2 separate regions of the Columba livia genome follow, and region 2 is linked to region 1. Evidence: chromatin contacts called from public Hi-C data. All regions are on one chromosome and are shown on one strand. Each heading gives the region's core, a stretch centred on a gene start, on an enhancer-like site or on the middle of the called end of the contact. The rest is flanking DNA. Distances are from core to core; before and after follow the strand shown.

Region 1 (4,338 bases), core at 492-2,991:
ATATATATATATATATATGCTTAAAAATCAGCCATGAAACACGTCACTGACTCTGAAATAGCGCCTGTGTCATGGAAAACATGCCAGGGTTCCTCGATGTGACCAGTTACTGGCTTCTGTATCCCAGGCAGGATTTGGCATCTCAGTGATACAGCTGTAGTGGGTTTATGACCAGTCTCTAATTTGTGGTGGTATTTCAGCCCTTTTGCTTACGATTTTTCCTGCATCTTCCTAATAACCACTTAGTTTGACACTTGTAAATCAACAAGATCTTCTGCCGTCATCCTTTGGTGGTTTCGTGAGGCAATGCAGTGTCTGTATCTTTGCGGTTGGAGGGGATTTGCTTTTTTCCCCTTGTGTGTACAAACTGGAGGAAGCGGGAAAGCAAACTTTCCTGTTTATGTATCAATATTTTAATAGCCTGCATTTTGAAAAAAAAAACAACAAACTCCTTGAATGCCAGATATGACTTTTCTAAAATGCTCTTTTACTTTGAAATATGTCGCTGGATATTATTGCTTCCCCTCGAGAGCCTGAGGAAACCCACATATTGCTTCCAGAAGTCTTCAAGACCTGTAGAAATGAAATAGCTTGTAAGAATCTCAGCTGTTCACTCCTGTTTACTCATGGGTTTAGGCAGCAGTGTTTTCCTGCCATCTTTGGCTCCTCATAGCTCTTGCTCTGGGGATGATGTGCTGGTCCAGCTCCCCAGGAAGCAAAATGTCCACACACCTCCATGGTGGGTCTGCCAGCACCACAGTATTTGATTTTAAAGGAGAACAGTGATGTCTTGCCAGATAATTCAAATCCTGGTGACACAGCAAAACAACGCTTCATGCTGTTTTATTTTGTTCTGCAAGCTTCCCATGCTCCATATTTAGATAATGAGACTCAGTGTTGTTTTTCTAACTATAGATGAAATACTTTTGGAGGCTTGTAATGCATTTAACTTGGGTTTTCCATTTTCTTTGGCATATTGTCAAGCAGTTTCTAGATTGTCGATGATACACTGCATTTTTATATGCTAACGGCCTGAGTTTTTGTTCTGCCATAACATATTCTGAGAGTTAAATAGTTCCATTAATGAGAACAGAAATGTGATTCCCAGGGAAGTTACACATTTTGCCAAAGTTACTTACAGCTGAATTAGCGTACCATACAAACATGTGTTTCTTTTCCACCTAAAAATAAAAAGCATGAAGGAAATTTGTCACCATGTAACACAAACTGAACTCCCAACATTTGTCTCCTCTTCGTTGGTTTATTGAACTCCTTCCTGCAGATTGATGGTCTTCCTTCCACAAATGAATGGGATTACAGAGCAGAGAAGGGATTTACTTGCTTTCTGTGCCGACATACAGGCAGATTCACTTATTTAATGGATAAAAAAGGTCCAGCTGAAACACCTACTGGTTATGACCATTAGTCTATTGGTTTTTATTCCTCTGGTGGTGGTGATGTGCTGCCTCCTCTTTTAGCTCCAGAGCTGATTTGTCAAAGCTCTGCTTATTTTACCTGACTGGAGCTATGTTGCTAATGTACCTCAGGTGAACATCTGGCTCCTGGCTGATGGTGCTGTTCTAGACTTGTCCTAATGTCTCGTGCCACGATCGCTGTGTCTTATCTTTGGGTGAAGCCATTCCTTGTGGTGGTGTGCGGCTCTCCATTTTGTGGGAGTTATGTTTATCTAAGGTTTGAGTCAAATCCATGTATAGAAATGTCTGAAGCCCTTTGGGATGAGAAAGGCTTAAAATATTAACACTAATTAATGGCTCCCTCTCTGGCTGGGTGTAAACAGTGAGTCATGTGCCACTTATGGTTTTGCATGTTTAGTCCTATTTCTGTGTACTTGCAGAATGCCCGCTTGCAGATTTGTTTTATTGAGTAAACACAGATCCCAGCAGGGCCCCGAGGCTTCATCAAATGCAAAAAGGAGGGAGGAGGGAAAGAAAAGATGTGTTAATGTGTTGCCCAAGGTCATGCAGTGAGTCACTGGGAACACTGGGTTTAGGTGCTGGGTGTTTCTGGCTCCCTGTCCATTGTGCTGCAAGGCATCCTCGTTTGTCTGGGATTTTAATTAACTGCCATGGCAAATCTATAGTTAAACAGACAGAATCACGAGTTATAACAGTAGTTACGTCAGCCTGATGACCATCAGTTGTTATGTAAAAATTGAAGAGTGCTCGTTTATTAATTATAGTTATTAAGGGCCCTAGCCCCATGCATTTTAAACTTGGTTTATAAGAACTGGCTTAACATCCTAGGCAAGAGCTTGCCAGCAGATGCGTGTGAGGGCACAGGCAGGGTATTCTGATAAGATTCTGGTTATAGTCACTGCTGGAAGTGTTTGCCCTGCATTTCCAATGCTCTTCTCATGCACTGTAGAAGGATGTAGTTCCCCATCAATCACTTGATACCCTGGGATGTTGACTGTTTTTCTACTGACTTCGCTTCAAACCCACCTCTACAATTTAAATAAATACTTGAGGGGGTTTGCTAATGGGAAGTTTAGTTCTGAATGTGGCAATGCTATTTTTAAGCCTTTTTTTCAGAGAGAAACCCCAAGTTTAAAGCCACTGCAGCACATATATCCATCATACTCTTCATGGCATTGTAGAGGTACTAACGAGAGTATTTACACGCAGTGCTGTTGGTGCTCCGTGCACCACACTGCGAAATAACAAGGAATGGCATTTTGAGTATCACAGAATCACAGAATGTCAGGGATTGGAAGGGACCTGGAAAGCTCATCCAGTGCAATCCCCTCTATGGAGCCTGAACACCCAGATGAGGTTACACAGGAAGGTGTCCAGGCGCGTTGGAATGTCTGCAGAGAAGGAGACTCCACAACACCCCTGGGCAGCCTGGGCCAGGCTCTGCCACCCTCACTGAGAAGAAGTTTCTTCTCATGTTTAAGTGGAACCTCTTGTGTTCCAGTTTGAACCCATTACCCCTTGTCCTATCATTGGTTGTCACCGAGAAGAGCCTGGCTCCATCCTCCTGACACTCACCCTTTATATATTTGTAACATTAATGAGGTTGCCCCTCAGTCTCCCCTTCTCCAAGCTAAAGAGACTCTCCCTCAGCCTTTCCTCATAAGGCAGAGTACACAAACCCCATGGAATTTCATTTGCCATGTCGACTCCCAGACCTTGGAGGCCTTTTTCAACTGCGTTCAGCATCCTCCTAGTTCTTGACGGGTGGTACATACCTGTGTCCTCCCATCCCCTCCCCATGGTGTAGGGCTATGGAACAGGTAAAAATTTATTATCTTGGTTAACAGAATATGACAAATCAAATGCATTAGTTACATTTGTATTTATCTTGAGGTAGTGTATTTTTACATAAGGCTACAGCTCTCCTAGAAACGCACTGCACAGAGGACGCATTTTGCAAAGCTGTGTTTCATAATATGTGCAGAGCAAAGCGATTTTTTGCAATTGATTTTTGTTCCCAGCAAAGGAGAGGTTAGCCAGACTCCAAAAGGCGTGTTGGATCACACGGGTGACCCACAGCCAATCCATACAGCGTTGCACTTTGAACCGAAGCCTGGCCAGTATAGGCATGGGCTTGAAAACTCAGCACAATCAAAAGTAATTGTATTAGTCAGAGATTGTTCATGTTTTTTCTTTCTGCTGCCAAATGCGATTTTGGCTCCGTGACTGTTTTTAGAACTCTGGAACGCTGTATGAATCTTCAGCTTTGTACTTGACCAGTCTTTTTTTTTTTCTATTAATGAAAAATATTATTTCTGTTTTCTTTTGCTTGTCTATGTTTCGTTTGCTGCTAAATGCCCTCTTTATAAAGCATTAATTTTCAGTGCACTGAGATACAAACAAAAGCCACTTTTTGTGTTGGTTGGGCTTTTTTTGCTTCTTTTTTTTGAATAAGCAGTGCCAAAAAGAGATGCTCTTCTTGACCAACGACATCTTGAAAACACGTGCTACGTCAGCTCCATAGCATCTGGTGAGAGAAGGAAGGGCCAGGGTGCTCCCTCTCTCCAAACAATACCCAGATGGGGCTGTTTGTGTTGCGTACGCCGCGTGTTTCTCAGCTCAGCTCATCGGAGCTGCCCGGTCCCCGCGGAACCAGAGAGGTCCCTGGGAGCCAGAGCTGTGCTCCGAGGTTCCAAACTGCTCGGGATGTCGTTACTCATCTTTCGCCCTGCAAACATGATGGGGAAAATGGGTATCGCCCTTGAGTCCTCCTCAGAATTAAACCACAGCTGCGGTTGGGTTTATCTATGGCTGTGGCACTGATGGGGACCACCAATAATTATTATTTAATAGTAGCATGTTGCTGGTTGTGAAAACTTTCCTCTGAAAGATAATTAGAAAG
Region 2 (4,346 bases), core at 108-2,607, 89 kb before region 1:
GTCCTGCACAGGAAATGAGATCTCAATGGCATTTCTGTCTCATTTCTGAAGGAGCCTGACCCTGTTCCTCTTCCTTTTCAGAACACGAACACTGTGTAGAATGGTATATACGTTGCTACTGTGAGCTGAGGCTTTGTTCATTGTTAATGCAGTGAAAAATACAGACTTTTCACACAGTTTTCTTTGTAAAGCCAACAGTTAGCTACAAGAAAATGCTCTGTAGGTGCAGGATGCACATTACAAATAATTCTACGAGACTGGCAACATCAGGTCCACAAAAACACTGAAATTACATGATTAAAACTTCCTATGCCGTCTTAATCCAGGGCCCTTTTGCATAAGCATTATAATAAAAACTTATAATAAAAAACTGAGGAACCAATTTTTGTCATCACGTCCCCGTTGCAAAGTGGAAAAGTGTCCAGAAATGAGGTGTCTGCATGTTCTGTCATCTTCTTGTTCCCTACTCCATCTTGCAATATGCTGTTTAAACACTTTTCGGAAATCATGACAATGTCACCATCAGGTTTATGAGGGTTCTCATCTCAGTCTTGCCCAGTGAACATCACAGATGTTTATTAATAATGTATTTTCATACCAATTTGCAGTGTGAAGATTCACCTCCTCTGAATTACCCCCTGAGGGAAGAAGGACAGAGGTGAATGAACATCAGAAGTGTCCAACCTCTCTGCTCAGCTGCTGCCTTGGACTTGGGGCTCTTTCAGAGGACTTTGAGGTATGTAGCATTTTGTCTCTTTGATATACAATGTTATTGGACCCTGGTTGCAACAGGTTATTGACAACTCTGAGTCAGAAGTCTTCAGAAAATAAACCATAAATACTTGGTGACTATGTGGGGAATCGATTAAGGCACCAGGTGTTACAGACAACCCAGCCTCTTTTCCTAAAAAAGCCTGATTTATGCCTGGAACAGGTTCATCCTCTGCAGGGAAACAGGCGGGTGTCACGTATGAAGATGGAAAAGTACTGCTCTTCATGGGGCTGATTTACGTGAGACTGCTCTAAGGCTTAAAAATTGCCCTTTTGGGGTATTCTTAACTCATTTTCATACTTTACTGTGTACATTTGTGTATAACTTCCCCTATGTCTGGTTGTGATGTTGTCCAGAGGGAGATGTATCAGTTCCTGCTGCCAGAGGCACGAGAGTGCACGTTCTGGGTTGAAAAGAGTAAACATGGGAAAGACTCATCAAAAGCACAGCTGTCACATAGAATTCCGTGCTGAGGAGACAGAACAGGTTTGTGTTTGGATGTGAGACCTGGAGTGAAATTTAGCAGCGTGGTTTGGCGGTGCTGGTTCAGAACAGAAGAGAAAGAGGATCTGGGGCTTTTCCAGTGAGACTTTTGCCGTTGCAATATTTTAAAAGGTCATAGTGAAAAATCCATTTGCTGGATACTCGTCTGGGTTTCCACCACGACTTACTGGACGGGCTAGCCCACATAATGCAATGAATTTGTGCCTCAGAATTCACGTCTGCTCAGCAGGCTGAATGTCACAGCCTTTCAGTGCATTCCTTGTTTTCCTGAGGCTGAGATTTTCCAGCACGGCTGCATCTTCCAGGTGTGGCCCTTAAATTGTGTCCGACCTGAGGTGGGATTCAGCAAAACCCAGCCAAGCCAGAGACACTGTGCACCTCAAAGAGAAAAGGTGTCGTGAAGCATTAGTGCTTATTTACCCTGGAAAGAAGCAATTCGAACAACATGTTTTCTTCCAGACTTAAGATGAATTTGTTGTTTAACTCCTTTGTGTCCAAAGGCTGAATTCCCAGACAATCACGCAGCTGAGACAAATCACCATTTCCTCTTCAGAAAATGGAAGTGGTACACAATTGTTCTTTTTTTTCTTTTATTTCTTTCTTTTTTTGTGTGTTTCTTTGTGGGAGAAACAACTGCTGAGTTCCTTTACCACTCTCTGAGCTGAGCTACAATAGGGCCCAGCCAATCGTGACCTTTAACAACGTGGGGGAGGAGATACAATGGAGTTACAGCTCATTTCTGATTTGTAATTATCCCTTTGCAAAATAGTACCTGTGTTTCCAGCACCCACGAATGCACAGTTGATCTTTCATTAATGATTAATCTTTTGTTTCCTCCCAAAGCTGCGACAGTGGCAGCGTCCAGCCGACCCATATTTATTTATATTTTATTTGCAGTCTGAACATTTAGATCAATTTAAAGTGCAGCAGCAAAAGGCAGTATATGGAAAAATTTCATTGAAAACATATGGGAAATTGCATCAGAAACAGAGGCATTTTTCTCTTGCCTTCTGCGGTTGTTGATTTACTCCACACACAACTATCTGGGGGAATAGCAGGGAATGTACATTTAGTTTTTCGCTGAGCACCATCTAAGCCCTGTGGATTGATAACTTCAGCGTTACCGTGATCTCTACTGTGTTTTGCCACCTGAGAGACTTATTTATCTTGAATTGCATGTTTTCTATTAATAATTACTCAACAAAAATTTAGCTCTGTATTATTCATAGCTTTTCTTGAAGTCTTTGACAACACCTGCACTTAACTCCAAAAACAAGTCCTGAGTGAGTTTTCACAGATCTCCACCAGATCTGGGTGTCACCAGATGAAAAGTACAACTTTTACAATGAAACAATTTTTGACTTTTTTCCTCCTCTAGCTAATTGCTTTAATTATTTACTGCTTGGTGTCCTGCTAGCATTCAGCTGCTTCTTCTTGTCTTGCCTGTAATTGTGTTGATTTGTTAATGTCAGAGACAGAGAGAGAAGCTGCTGCTGTAAGAATGGAAAGAGTCTTAAATCAACCTCAGTCTTAAATCTCACCCAGTCTCATCCATCTATCAGAGCTTACATGGGTTTGTAAATCAGGCCCTACATTCTCACACCAACAACAAAATAATCAAAGTGAACCAACTACAGACTTAGGAAAGCGTGTTGATGAATACAAAAGGCAAAATCGCTGGCATTACATGTCGTACAGGGGGATGTGGTGCAGGAACATAGACTGAAATTACTTTTTCTAGCCAGTCTGTCAATGCATTTGTCATTCCCTTTCAATAATTTTGCTTGCATGGAATGGAAGACTCCACCTCACAGGGTTTGTTGTAACATCAACTTCAAGAAATACATTAATAAAGACGTTATTTTTTAATTCAAATCGGTGTGATTTTTTAAAAAATCACTAGCTTTAAAATAGTTTATTTTCTTCCCTTCCTCTTCTTCCTCCAACACCACCGGACTGAGGTGAGCAGCAGATACCACTTAGTCATCATTTCGGTGATAGATTGGGAACCTGATATCTCCTTACCCTGGAAAGACTCGCACCACAAAAACAGTGCAATTCTCAGTTAGGTACGAGAAGAAACACTTTGCTGTGGTCTCCAGCTTCCCCAAATCCTGACATCCAGCAGAACTACTTGCTCTCAATTTTAGAGAGTTTCAAAGTGTACTTGTTACTCTTTCGTGCTACTTCCAGACTATATACACCTTGAGCTGAAGGCAGTAAAAATAATTCCTGGCCTTATAATTAAATGTTTAAGAAAGGCAGAGACAGAGGGAATGAATAAAGTTTGAAAAGCTTTCCAAACCATCTGTTGGATTGTTTTTTCTCTGTAGCAGGAGGCTGGCGGCAGTGACCTGTGCTGGGAAATGCTCCGTGCACCAGCGTGGCCTTGGGATTTGTAGGCTAATTTTTGTTTTGAGTATAACTCTTGACTCATGGAAAAATAATCGGAGTGTTTTGGGCTGGTCCCTGACTTGATCTTCCTTGAATTAATGACTGTCTGTTTCAAAATAAGCATGGAGAAGCTTTTATGATAGTGTTTTTATCCTCTCGCTCTCTCCCTCGCCTGCTCTCTGAGAGGCAGAAGTCACTTCCCAGCAGCTGTTCCCTCCGTGGGTGTCTGGGCTTTTCCAGAGAGCAACATTCAGCCATCCAGCCTCCTACCACTGTCGTCTCTGAACATAAAGTGAAATTTCAAGTTAAAAATTAATGCTAAGATGCAAAAATAAATCAGTTTTAACCAGAGTGCTACAACAGTTGCTTTAGGCAAATGGCAAGCATCCCTGTTTGTAGGGAGTGCATTGGGAGGCAACATACACCAAACTAAATCTAAACAGCTAAATTTAGTCCACATAGGAAATTAGCTTGAGGTTAAGTAAAGTTTTCTGCTACTTTGTTTTGTTTTTAGATTACCCAAGAGATGTTCCTTCCTGGAAAGGGAAATAGGACAGAGATACATAGCTGTTTTCCAATCCCTTCGTTTATATGGACTCAATTCAAGTGCGTTTTATTGTGTGTTTGTGATTTAAACCTTAGTGACTCCTGGTTTCAAATGGAAAGACTCAAAGGG

Evidence for each region. Hi-C and Micro-C count contacts between places; a contact is called where the count stands out from the background.
Region 2: a Hi-C map of crop shows a contact between it and region 1, with 1.7 times the contacts expected there. The contact joins two enhancer-like sites. A contact is called at or near these places in 2 of 2 Hi-C or Micro-C datasets (crop and liver).

What each region holds. Positions count from the first base shown.
Region 1 is chr6:5,049,079-5,053,416 of bColLiv1.pat.W.v2, reverse strand. The region is part of intron 3 of HTRA1 (HtrA serine peptidase 1); the gene reads left to right. Among named protein-coding and RNA genes, the nearest start is that of HTRA1, 23 kb to the left of the region's middle. Within about 2 kb of position 1,741, at least 1 of the 3 cell types and tissues checked has an H3K27ac peak away from gene starts, as active enhancers do.
Region 2 is chr6:5,137,847-5,142,192 of bColLiv1.pat.W.v2, reverse strand. LOC110361041 (a long non-coding RNA gene) reads left to right here. Exons shown (of 3, transcript XR_010473663.1): 3 at 609-739. Among named protein-coding and RNA genes, the nearest start is that of PLEKHA1, 21 kb to the right of the region's middle. Within about 2 kb of position 1,357, at least 1 of the 3 cell types and tissues checked has an H3K27ac peak away from gene starts, as active enhancers do.